2 separate regions of the Mus musculus genome follow, and region 1 is linked to region 2. Evidence: chromatin contacts called from public Hi-C data. All regions are on one chromosome and are shown on one strand. The core of a region is the stretch at or near the end of the contact, and the rest is flanking DNA. Distances in the headings are between cores, read along the strand shown.

Evidence for each region. A called contact is a pair of places that touch in the nucleus more often than the background predicts.
Region 1: a Hi-C map of CD8 T cells shows a contact between it and region 2, with 6 times the contacts expected there. The contact joins the enhancer-like site here to the promoter of Bspry in region 2. A contact is called at or near these places in 1 of 39 promoter capture datasets (pre-B cells), 2 of 484 Hi-C or Micro-C datasets (CD4 T cells and CD8 T cells) and 1 of 115 datasets of contacts at active chromatin or transcription factors (microglia).

Annotation. Positions count from the first base shown.
Region 1 is chr4:63,385,671-63,390,875 of GRCm38.p6, reverse strand. It overlaps Akna (AT-hook transcription factor), which reads left to right. Exons shown (of 22, transcript NM_001045514.3): 5 at 3,723-3,879; 6 at 4,492-4,646. It overlaps Aknaos (a long non-coding RNA gene), which reads right to left. Exons shown (of 4, transcript XR_003955426.1): 2 at 3,496-5,205; 3 at 2,441-2,685; 4 at 1-2,200. Among named protein-coding and RNA genes, the nearest start is that of Gm52742, 7.0 kb to the left of the region's middle. Within about 2 kb of position 1,690, at least 122 of the 459 cell types and tissues checked have an H3K27ac peak or open chromatin away from gene starts, as enhancers often do. A contact at or near this core is called in CD8 T cells and microglia, where this site is marked.
Region 2 is chr4:62,478,473-62,484,105 of GRCm38.p6, reverse strand. Bspry (B-box and SPRY domain containing) reads right to left here and starts at 4,039. Exons shown (of 7, transcript NM_138653.1): 1 at 3,669-4,039; 2 at 1,390-1,488. The coding sequence starts at 4,013.

The DNA of each region.
Region 1 (5,205 bases), core at 441-2,940, 910 kb before region 2:
GGGTCCCAACTTGCAGGGGAGAACAGGGGATCAGGGCCCACAGATGCTTCAATTTCTGAGTTCCATGTTCTCTACCAGAAGATGTTCTCCACAAAGTCCACCTGAACGGACCTGAATTAGGAGAAACCTGAATGAGAGGTTCTGGATCCCATCGGCTTCCTGTCTCTCACAGGGATCTTTGAACATGACTTCTCTAGCACCTGCTGAGGCTCTGGCCAGAGCCCAGAACAATGTAGGGGGCAGGGCTGGGCCCACCCAAGAGGGAACCAGGCTGGAATACACCCTCTGTGGTGGGGAACTGGGAACCACAGTCCGATGGAACTGAGACCAACATCAGCTGAACCAGAATCCAGTCCCAGACTAAGGGTGTCCCCTCCACTTGCAGACAAAAGGCTAAGCTGTGAGTGTCCTAGAGCAAGTGTGAGACACAAAGGTGGCACGTCCCCGTGGATCTGTCTGTTCTTTGCAGATGGTATAGTTTCCTCAGGTCTGGGATCCCTAGATCTGGTCCAGCATGGTGTGTGGGACAAGCCTACAGACAGGCAGGCCATGGTGATAGGAGAATATCCACTGGTGATTCTGTTAACTGCTATCCTAAGTCATTTACAACTGGGCACAGAGATAACCTCTCTGTCACATAAAACCTAGCAGGGTCACACAAGGTAGAGGTGCCCGAGCTAGGTTTTGACCCTGAACACTGGCTGCAGGGCCCATGGCTCACTTACTCTGACAAAGCCAAGCCAGCAACGCTCACCGAATCTGCAGCCAGAAAAACTGCCAGGGAAGGCCGAGCTTAGATCTAGGAGCGTCTAGGAACCACACAGTCTGGGGAGCATGGGCTAGGGGACCAGGACTAATTAGGAGTCATGGGTGGGCTTTACTCTGTGTGCTGACTCTAGAATCTGTGGTGATGTCACCACTCGCTGTCCTATTGCGACTTCCTCCCAGCTCCTGTCTCGGCTTTAGGGGGATGTGAAACCGGTGAGGAGACAGAAGCCACCCTTAAAGGAATTGGGGATGATGTCAGCACCTTTCGTGAAGTGTGTTCTGCTGCCACTCTGGAGCAGAAGCTCCTGATGGGGTTCAGTGTATATGGGGGGGGGGGGGCGAGGGCGGCTGTGTTTTCTTCCCACCCCTTTTGCCCCATTCATAGAGCTCATTACCATTTTAAAGGCTTGAGACCCCATCTGTGCCCAGAATACTCATAGGTTTAACCCCATGTTTCCCAAACTCGCTGGTCCACCCTGCACAGAGTCCCTAGGGCTTCTGAGTGTCACTGCATGGCAGTGTCACTGTCTGTCCAGAATGGCAGGTCATGGCAGGCACAGGCCCTACGGCTCAGCAGTTGCTAAGTGCCCTCCCTACTCCCTACTTCCTCTGGATGGCCAGGGCCTCACAGTCCTGGGGCTCTGTCTCCCTCGTTTCCATCCTCTGTATCTGGAAGCTGCCAGGTTCCTGCTGCTCCTCAGGTGGGGCCTTGGCACAGTGGGCGGGGAACACAAGAGGGCAGGGCCACCCCTGGGATTTGGGTCACCTCAGGAAGAAAAGGGTGTTGATAGGCAGGCCCCCACAGGCGAAGCTGAGCAGATGGCCCAGAGGATTATGAAAATCCAGCTTTGTTCTCAGCTAGGGAGGCTCAGGCAGGGGGAGGCAGTGTCACCAAATTACACTTGAGACAGCCAGGCTTCAAAGAACAGCTTATGCAAAGGGGCTTCCTGTCTGAAGGCTGTGGAACTCCTAAGTCAGGCCTATCTTCAGCTGCTTAGTCCCGATCATGGGGTGGCAGAGAGCAGTCAGGATAGCCCACCTGAGCTCTTAAATGGGTAGTAAGGCATCATAGGAGTGTATCTTTTTTACTGGTCCACTTTCACGGTGGCCATATTCACATAAGGATAGGGAGGATGTTGAAGATACAGGGATGATGGTTAAGGTTACGGTAATGGTGAAGACTATGATGGTGCTGATGGGAGTGATGTGGTGATGGTACTATTGGTGTTGCGCTGACGACAGGGAGGATGGTGATGGTGGAGATGCTGGTGACTGTATTAGTTACTCTCTTATTGCTATGATAAGATACCATGACCAGCCAACATACAGAAGGAGGGAGTTAGGTGGGTTTATGGCTCAAGGGTCCATCACCATCACGGTGGAGAAGCACAGTTGGCAGTCTGAACAGCAAGCTGAGCGCTCACAGCATAAACTACAAGCAGAAAGCAGAGGGAGCAAACTGAGACTTGCGTGTGGCACTCGAAGCCTCAGCGCTCGCTCACCCCAGTGATACACTTCCTTCAGCAAGGCCACATCGCCTAGTCCTACCCCCCCCCCCCCCACCAAAATGCCACCAGCTGGGACCAAGTATTCAAATTCCAAAGCTATTGGGGACAGTCTCTTCCAGACGATCACAGTTCACAGTGCCAGGTGAGAGCTACCATTTACTTACACTGACTTCATGCACGGTGATGCCAACTGTGCCATCCACTCCAGAACTGAGGTGTATCATGACGGAGCCTGAGTCGGTGCCTGGCCTCTGACTTTGGAGCACACATTAAGCCAAGCAAGCCAGACTGAGTATTTTCAGCTGTGGTTTCCACAACCTCTGTCAGGGCCGGCCCAGCTTGGCTGCTACGGTGTGAAAGCTGCCATTGGTGGCACACGATGGCAGATGTGCCTGCAGCCAGGGAGCCCCTGGATACAAAAGCAGACCCTGGCTCCCCATCTGTGTTCACACCCCTGCTTGGAACCAGGATTCCCTCCTGCTGAGCTCCAGTGTATCCCCCCCCCCCATCAGCTGCCCCCCTCCCTACACACTTCCCACACCATCTTCAAGGTCAGAGCACAACTAGAAGGCTCTGTTTGTGCACGTAACATCTCCTTCCTTCATTCAGACAGCCATCTACTATTTACTGTTTATCATTATCAATGTAGTTATTATTGGAAATATTTCATTAAAACGTTAATGATTATCATATATGTGTTACACACATATAATAACCATCACTAGTAACCATTATTGTTACCAGTGTAAGAGCTAGCTGGTGATCTCTTGTGGCACTTAACTTCTGGGAGTCTAGGGCTCGTAGGGGCTCACAGAGACTGAAGCGTCAATCTCGGAGCCCGCATGGGCCTGTGCTAGGTCCTCTGCATATATGTTATGGTTGCTTAGCTTGGGTTTTTTGTGGGGCTCCTAAAAGTGGGAGTGGGGGGTGTCTCTTACTGTTTTGCCTGCTCTTGGGACCCCTTTTCTCTTACTGGGTTGCCTCGCCAGCCTTGATATGAGAGTTTGTTCCTTGTATTATTGTAACTGGTTAAGCTGTGTTCCATTGATATCTCTGTGAGGCCTGCTCTTTTCTGAAGGGACACGGAGGAGCAGTGGATCTGTGCGGGAGGGGAACTGGGGGGAGGAACTGGGAGGAGTGAGGGAGGGAAGGCTGCTGTCAGGATATATCGTAGGAGAGACGAATTTACAAAAAGAAAAACAGGGAAAGTCATCCCTACCTGCCTCGTTTTCAGGACCTCTGGAAAGACAATAGGAGGCGGCTTTTAAGTCCTCCGCCCAGTGTAGGACCCACTGAAAAGTGGTGTTCGTGATTCCCAGGCTAAGGATGGGGCTCCTGTGTGGTGGAAGGAGGAAGGAGGAAGCCTGGATAACAGATGCGCTGTGGCCTCTTTGCAGTGAGCTCGCCCTGTCTGACTCCTTCCCTCCCTGCCTCCCTCTTCCTCAGGTGCACCTGTATTCAGACCCACCACAGCCCAGTCAGAGCTTCTGCTCGGGGTCAATGCCACAAGGAAGCAAGGTCTTATCCTTCTCTATCCCGCAACCCAGAGTAGCAGAGTGGTGGCCTGACCCTGCCCAGGATCCACAGGCCTCTGAGGCCACAGGTGAGTTGGGGAAGGAGCCAGGGCTTTTAAGCATCCCCCTGCTCATGGAGGGAGAACCTTAGGTCCACCCTGGGGACCATCCAGGGAGAGCCTTGGCTCAGCCACCTGGCCTGTTGGTTCTGTGGCGTGAGCAGTGTTCTCCCTGAGCCCATTGTAGACCCTGAAATGGACACATATGGCCCCAGTTAGTCCTCACACGGAGCTGGTGAGCAACACAAGATTTATAACACCAGCTTTTATAGTCCCGGGATAGTTGGAAGACTTGGGGCTCAGAGAGGCAAAGGTATACTGGGGTCACATAGCTTGGAAAGGAAAGGGCGAGGATTTGAACCTGCTTTTCCATGAATTCGAGCCTGTACTTACAACTGAGTCCATCAATCCCCCAGGCCTGACACCATCCCCTTACAGCTTTGATCTAGGCTAGACCCATACCTCATTTACTCTGGTAGGGGAGCAGCAGCATAGTGGCCAGCCCTCTCCCTACTACTGTGAAGGTTAGGCAGGAAGGGCCAAGCTATAGTTGATATGGTGGTCTGAGGAACCTCAGGGCTTCAACCTCAGCGGACTCGGGGACTGTCCTCAGCCCCAGGGTTCAGCGGCTGTGTATTTCAGGGTGGCCGTTCCCACGAACAGACCTGAGTCCCTCCTCGTCCCCCGGCGTGGCCACTCCAGGGCGGCTTCCTCAGAGCCAGGGCATTGCCACAGACCAGCCCTCCACAGGACAGACCCAGGCACTGACCTCTCAGGCCAGCCGGCTCCTGGCCAAGGTGAGTGAACCCCAGCTTTGTCCCACAAGACACCTCATCCCAAAAGCACGGGGCCTCCACCTGACATTTTCCTCTTTATGACAAACTGCCCCTTCTTCATTTGTTCGTTACCGACGCCAAAACTGTCACCTCTTGAGGTTTTGTAGACGGCACTCCAGCTCAGAGTCGGCTGCAGGTCTTTGTCTACCTTCACACTTGGCTCTGTTCCAAAGGTGTCTAAAGAGACTTAAGAAGACACAACGCCCTAACCACATTCTGAAAACGGAAGTGGGGGGAGCCAAGGCAGAGGGGAAGTCCACACAGAGAAAAGTAAATTAAGCTAGCTCAAAGCCAGTAAACAAGATGTTCTGTTGGGCCCGAGCTCTCAACCAGAATTGCACCTTGGGCTTTGAGCTTCCGGCTGTCCATTACCAACACATAAATACGGTTGTTACATTACCTTGCTTGACCATCCCACCCTTTGGGCCCAGCAGCCACTCACCCGCCTTTGTCTTTTCAGTTTGCGGGATGTGTCAAATAAGTAGAATCAGCCATGTTCCTCCTTCCCCTCTGATTTTTT
Region 2 (5,633 bases), core at 2,790-5,289:
CATTGCTTCCTGGTTCCTAGTCCTGGTCCCTTTGGCTTCTGAGAGAACCCTGTGCCCTGCCATGATGCTCCCGATTTGTTCATGCCAGTTTAGCTTATGAAATTAAGAGATTTGACTAAGGCTGTGCCAAACTTACTCTGTATGCTATGTGTGTGTGTGGAGGTGGGCTAGGGGATGTGCAAAAAGAAGTTCACTGAGCCCTGGCCTGAAGGGCACACTTGAGAGTGGAGGCACATTAGTGGAGTTGAAAGAAGGACCAGCCATGCAGTGCAGCAGCACCAGTGGCGGAGAGCCAGAGGATCGAGGGCATAGAACTGAGTCTGCAATGAGGCAGTGGGGCCTCAGGTAAGTCAACTAACTTCTCTAAGACTTATTTCCCCATCTCCAATAGGGACGCTTACTGCTACCTACTGCATAAAATTGTTGTAAGAACACTTCAAAGGCATAGAGGCACCTGCATGTAATCTCAGTGCTCTGGAAATGGAAGCAGGAGACCAGTAGTTCCTGGCTATATAGCAAATTTGAGCCCAGTCTAGGTACATGAAACACTTGTTTCAATAAACAAAACAAAAGAATATCGCAAAAGAACTGAAGATGTAGCTCAATGATAGAGCATTTTCCTGGCATATACATGATCCTGGGTTCAAACTTCAGACTGGTTAAAAAGAAGAAGAAGAATCCATGTAGGGGCTGGAGAGATGGCTTGGTGGTTAAGAGCGCTGACTGCTCTTCCAGAGGTCCTGAGTTCAATTCCCAGTAATCACATAGTGGCTCACAACCACCTGTAATGGGATCTGACTCCCTCTTCCGGTGACAGTGTACTAGCAAATATAAAATAAATAAATCTTAAAAAAAGAAAGAAAGAAAGAAAGAACCCATGTAGAAGTCCCTAGGGAATTTCATAATCCTAGGGATGCACACAAAAAAATTCCATATTGAAAGATTTAAGTATGGGGCTGGAGGGATGGCTTGGTGGTTAAGAGCACTTGTTGATCTTGCAGAAGATCTGGGTTTGTTTCCCAGTACCCACACAGTGGCTCACAGCAATCTATAACTCCAGTTCTAAGTGATGCAATGCCCCCTTCTGGTTTCTGAGGGTGCCAGGTATATACATGGCCCACATACATACAAGCAAATCAATCATACACATAAAACAAATAAATCTAAACTTTTTGTGTAAAGAAAGGTACTAATCTTTTTTACGTTCTAATCTGAAGCTCCCGAGAATACTGCTTTCTAGTCTGTAGCCTGTGTAGTAGGAGAGTCACCCACCTCCACCAGTGCCACAATGGGGCTATAAGTTAGGAAAGGGATCTTAGGCTGTCCTAGACCTGGGCGAGGCTCTTATCCTAGGAGGAGGCACTTTGTGGAGAAGAGGGGAAGAATTACCACTGCTTTCTGGTTCTTCCCCTGCAGGACCTCGGCCATATACTTGGAGATGCCAGCACTCTGTAACTGCAGCCTCTCACACTGGTCCACAATCTTGTTCTGCAACACAGATGACAGCACAGCATCTTTATTCATGCAAATGGGCCGCTCGATCACTGAGTGGCTTTTCCTTTTTTACCCTGTCCTTAATCACACACTCCTACGGTCCAAACCCAGATATCATCATTATCAAAACCAATACTACCCGCAAAACTTTATGTCCAGGATCCCACATATTCCTATCATGTCTTTTCCTTCTAGATCACTAATGCTGGACTCCCCATTCCAGTAACTCATTCAGAGCCATCAAGACACTTGAGTTTTAACTAGGTGCTGGTGGCATACACCTTTAATCCCAGCATTTAAGAGGCAGAGCCAGACAGATCTCTGTGAGTTCGAGGCCATCCTGGTCTACAGAGTGAGTTCTGGGATAGCCAAGGCTACACAGAGAACACCTATTTCAAAGATACTTGGGTCTTGATGGGTTTGTCCCCAATTCCCTTCCTCCTCTCTCTTCTCCTCACTTCACCATTGACTACTTCCACTTCTGTTATTTTATCCAGATGGTCACCACCTCAGAGGAATCCTGTCTAAACCCAAAATTGGGCTTCCTTTGTCAACCTTCAGGCCTCCCATTATCACTCTGTAGACCCCAGGCTGGCCTCAAACTCAGAAATCCTCCTGCCTCTGCCTCCCAAGTCCAATCACACACTCTTATTCTGTAGTATGGATTAATACTCTAGTGCATGTATACACGTGCATATGTTTACATTTTCCTTATCCATTCATCACTAATGGGTACCTAGGCTGGATCCTACCTTGAGCCTGGCTTCTAACTAGCTTCAAGGCATGAATCCAGAAGCTAAGAGCAGTTGAACTAGTCCTATTTTGTCCAGGTCAGTAATGATTATGCTCCAGAGACAATCTCTCTACAGGATGGAGGGATAGGAGGAGGATGCTGGAAGCATTGTAAACTCTAGGGCTGGACATGCAGCTCAGTGATCTAAAATACATGAGGCTCTGGTTAAACACAGCATCAAAAACAAAACAAAACAAAACAACCCAAAACTCTAAAGTAAAAAGAAAGATGGCAAGACTCACTTCCCTTACACCAAGGCTGGGTGTAAGGTGTTAGGGTAGCTCAGGGAAGGCACCCGGGGCAGAGTACCAAGCTTGCTCTCCTGCCCTGGCCTTCACCCCTCTCACCACTCATACAGGCATGAAGGCTACTTTCAAGGTTTTCCATGAGGTCACTTCCTCTTCATAACCACTGAGATCAAAAAGTGGTTTCCTCTTGCCCGGTCAATGAATCTCCCCCTCTTAAACCCTGACTATTAAGAGTTACCATCCTCCTGTGGGCCCTTTTCCTCGTCTGAAAAACCTTAGTTAGAACCCACGCTTCAGCCTGGATGGAACTCGATGATAAGTATCTAAGTCCTTAGGAATTTGTAAAAGCCTTACCCATGATGCAAGCTGATTTATATCAACTTTTCTCAAGTCTATTTTCACCATCCCTGAGTAACTGAACTCCACCGGCCCCAGTTTCCAGGGAGGTGTGTTTATTACAATCTGGTTTGAGTAGGTGATGTCCCCAGCGACAGCTCTCAGTGCACAGCAGGGCTCGGTGCCAGGGTGGGGTTGGGAGAATTAAGCCATTTAATCAAATTGCAAGGAGTTCCCCAGGGGCCTCAGCTAAAATGAAAGGAAGACGACGGCTGCACCAAGGTGACTTGGCCTCCAATCTCAGCAGCTCAGGGAAAAGGATCAGGGTGTAACTGGAAAATGACCAGCCTAGAGCCACACTGAACCAAGAGATGAGGAGACCTTAGGAGATAGAGTGCCCTGCTATTCTTCCACCCTATCCATCACTTCAATTACAGTCTGGCCAGGTTGGAAGGGAACTGGATCCCTCACCAGGAAACCTGAAAGGGGGGAGAGGGTGACTCTAAGTCAAGAGGTTAGGGGGGGACTAAGTTTTTACGAGGTCAGCTATAACAATCACGTGGTGTTATGAATGCCTAGAAACTACTGGTGAGAGACACCAAGCTTGGATCAGTGACTCACAGGGAGGGGGCAGGATTCAAACTCCGATCCAGTTTACTCCAGAGGTCACACCTTTAACCACCTCCTTCTGCAAGGGAAGCCACAGAAAAGCCACTATCCCCCACCCACCCACCCCGGTCCCTGGTCCCTGCCAGTTCCCCCGCCCCAAGAAAGTTCCCGGCCCCACGCCCGCTTACTCTCAGCTCCTCCGCGTGCTCCTCCGCTCGACGGATGCGGTGCCGGTGACAGCGGCCGCCAAACCCGGCGCAGGTGGCGCATACCGGCCGTCGCTCCGAGAGGCAGAACCAGCTCAGAGGCTCGAAGTGCTCGGGGCACAACTGGCTCCGCTCGGACCCCTGCTTCGGTCCCCTCCTCAGTCCGGATCGCGGCCCCGGCTCCGGCCCGGACTCGGGTCTGGGCTCCGGTCCCGGTCCCGGCTTCGGCCGGGACTCCGGTCGGGACTCCGGTCCGGGCTCCGGTCCCGGCTCCGGCTCCGGCCCGGACTCGGACCCGGACTCCGTCCCGGAGACATCCGCGGACATGGCCGAGAGCCGGAGGCCGCGCGCTCCACCTGTCGCAGGTACCGAGGGCGTGGCCCTTCCAGGCCCCGCCCTCTCTGGCTTCGCCCCTCCCAGGCTGCGCCCGCGCGCTGACCCACACCACACTGGTTCCGCCTGCATCTGTAGGCTGTGGTTCTTTATAGGATTAAGTTGTGTTGTGTCAGAGTTTTAAAAACAAACAGCTGGGAGCTGGAGAGATGGCTCAGCGGTTAAGAGCGCCGACTGCTCTTCCGGAGGTCCCGAGTTCAAATCCCAGCAACCACATGGTGGCGCACAACCACCCGTAACGAAATCTGATGCCCTCTTCTGGTGTGTCTGAAGATAGCTACAGTGTATTTACATACATTAAATAAATGGATAAATCTTAAAAAGAAAAGAAATACCTCAAGATACGTGATGTGTTTGATTTAAAAAAAACAAAAAACAAAAAAAAAAACAACTGACATTCTAGTGCCTATACGAATCTTTAGTAAGCAGTTACGAAGTGTCAGATTTTTTGCTAAATGCATTAACAGCGTGTTTGAGGGGCAGCTTTAGGCATGTGTCTTAAATACAGGCTCATTTCTCAGCTGTGCTTGACTGTTAAAGGGGGTTGAGGCGATCTCACTCTCATACTTGGGTTGAGGAGTATATAAATGAAAGCACATGAAATGAGTCAGTTATGGTGACACAAATCTGTAATCCCAACACTTGGGAGATAGAAGTGGGAAGATCAGGAGTTCAAGGTCATCCTCAAACATATAAGGTTCGAGGCCAGCTGGGTTACGTAAGACTTTGTCTCAAAGACACATTAAAAAAACAAAACAAACAAATAAAACAAACAAACAAACAAACAAAACACAAAAAACCAAGCTGTGAGTGGTGGCATGTGCCTTTAATCCAAGCACTCAAGAGCCAGTAGCTGGGCTGGAGAGATGGCTCAGCGGTTAAGAGCACTGACTGCTCTTCCGAAGGTCCCAAGTTCAAATCCTAGCAACTACATGGTGGCTCACAACCATCTGTAATGAGATCTGACACCCTCGTCTGGTGTGTCTGAAGACAGCTACAGTGAACTTACATATAATAAATAAGTCTTTAAAAAAAAAAAGAGGCAGAAGCTGATGGATTTCTGTGAGTTAGAGGCAGCCTGGTTTTACATAGCGAGTTCCAGGCCACCAGGACAGCCAGAGCTACAGAGGGAGATAGTCTTAAAACAAAACAAAGCAAAAAAGAAAAGTTATGAACAGTGTCAGGCACACAGCAGCTGCTCAGTGCTAACAGCAAAAGGAAAAACACTTATGACAATTTTTATCACATTTATTTATTTAGAGAGAGAATATTTGAATACTTTGGAAGTGTATGTACCACAGTGCATTCGTAAACCAGAGGACAGCTTGCAGGAATAGGATCCCTCCTTCCATGTAGGTTTTGGAAGTTGGACCTAGGTCACCAGACTTGGCAGCAAGCGCCTTCACTCTCTAAGTAACCCCATGCCTGATTACTATTTTATGGAAATTAAGTAACGTGTGGAGTCTCAGTTGCTGATTGATGGCAATGATACCAAAACCCAAGCAGTTTAACTTCTGGTTACCTGGATGAGTAATTTTTAAGTTACAACGTATT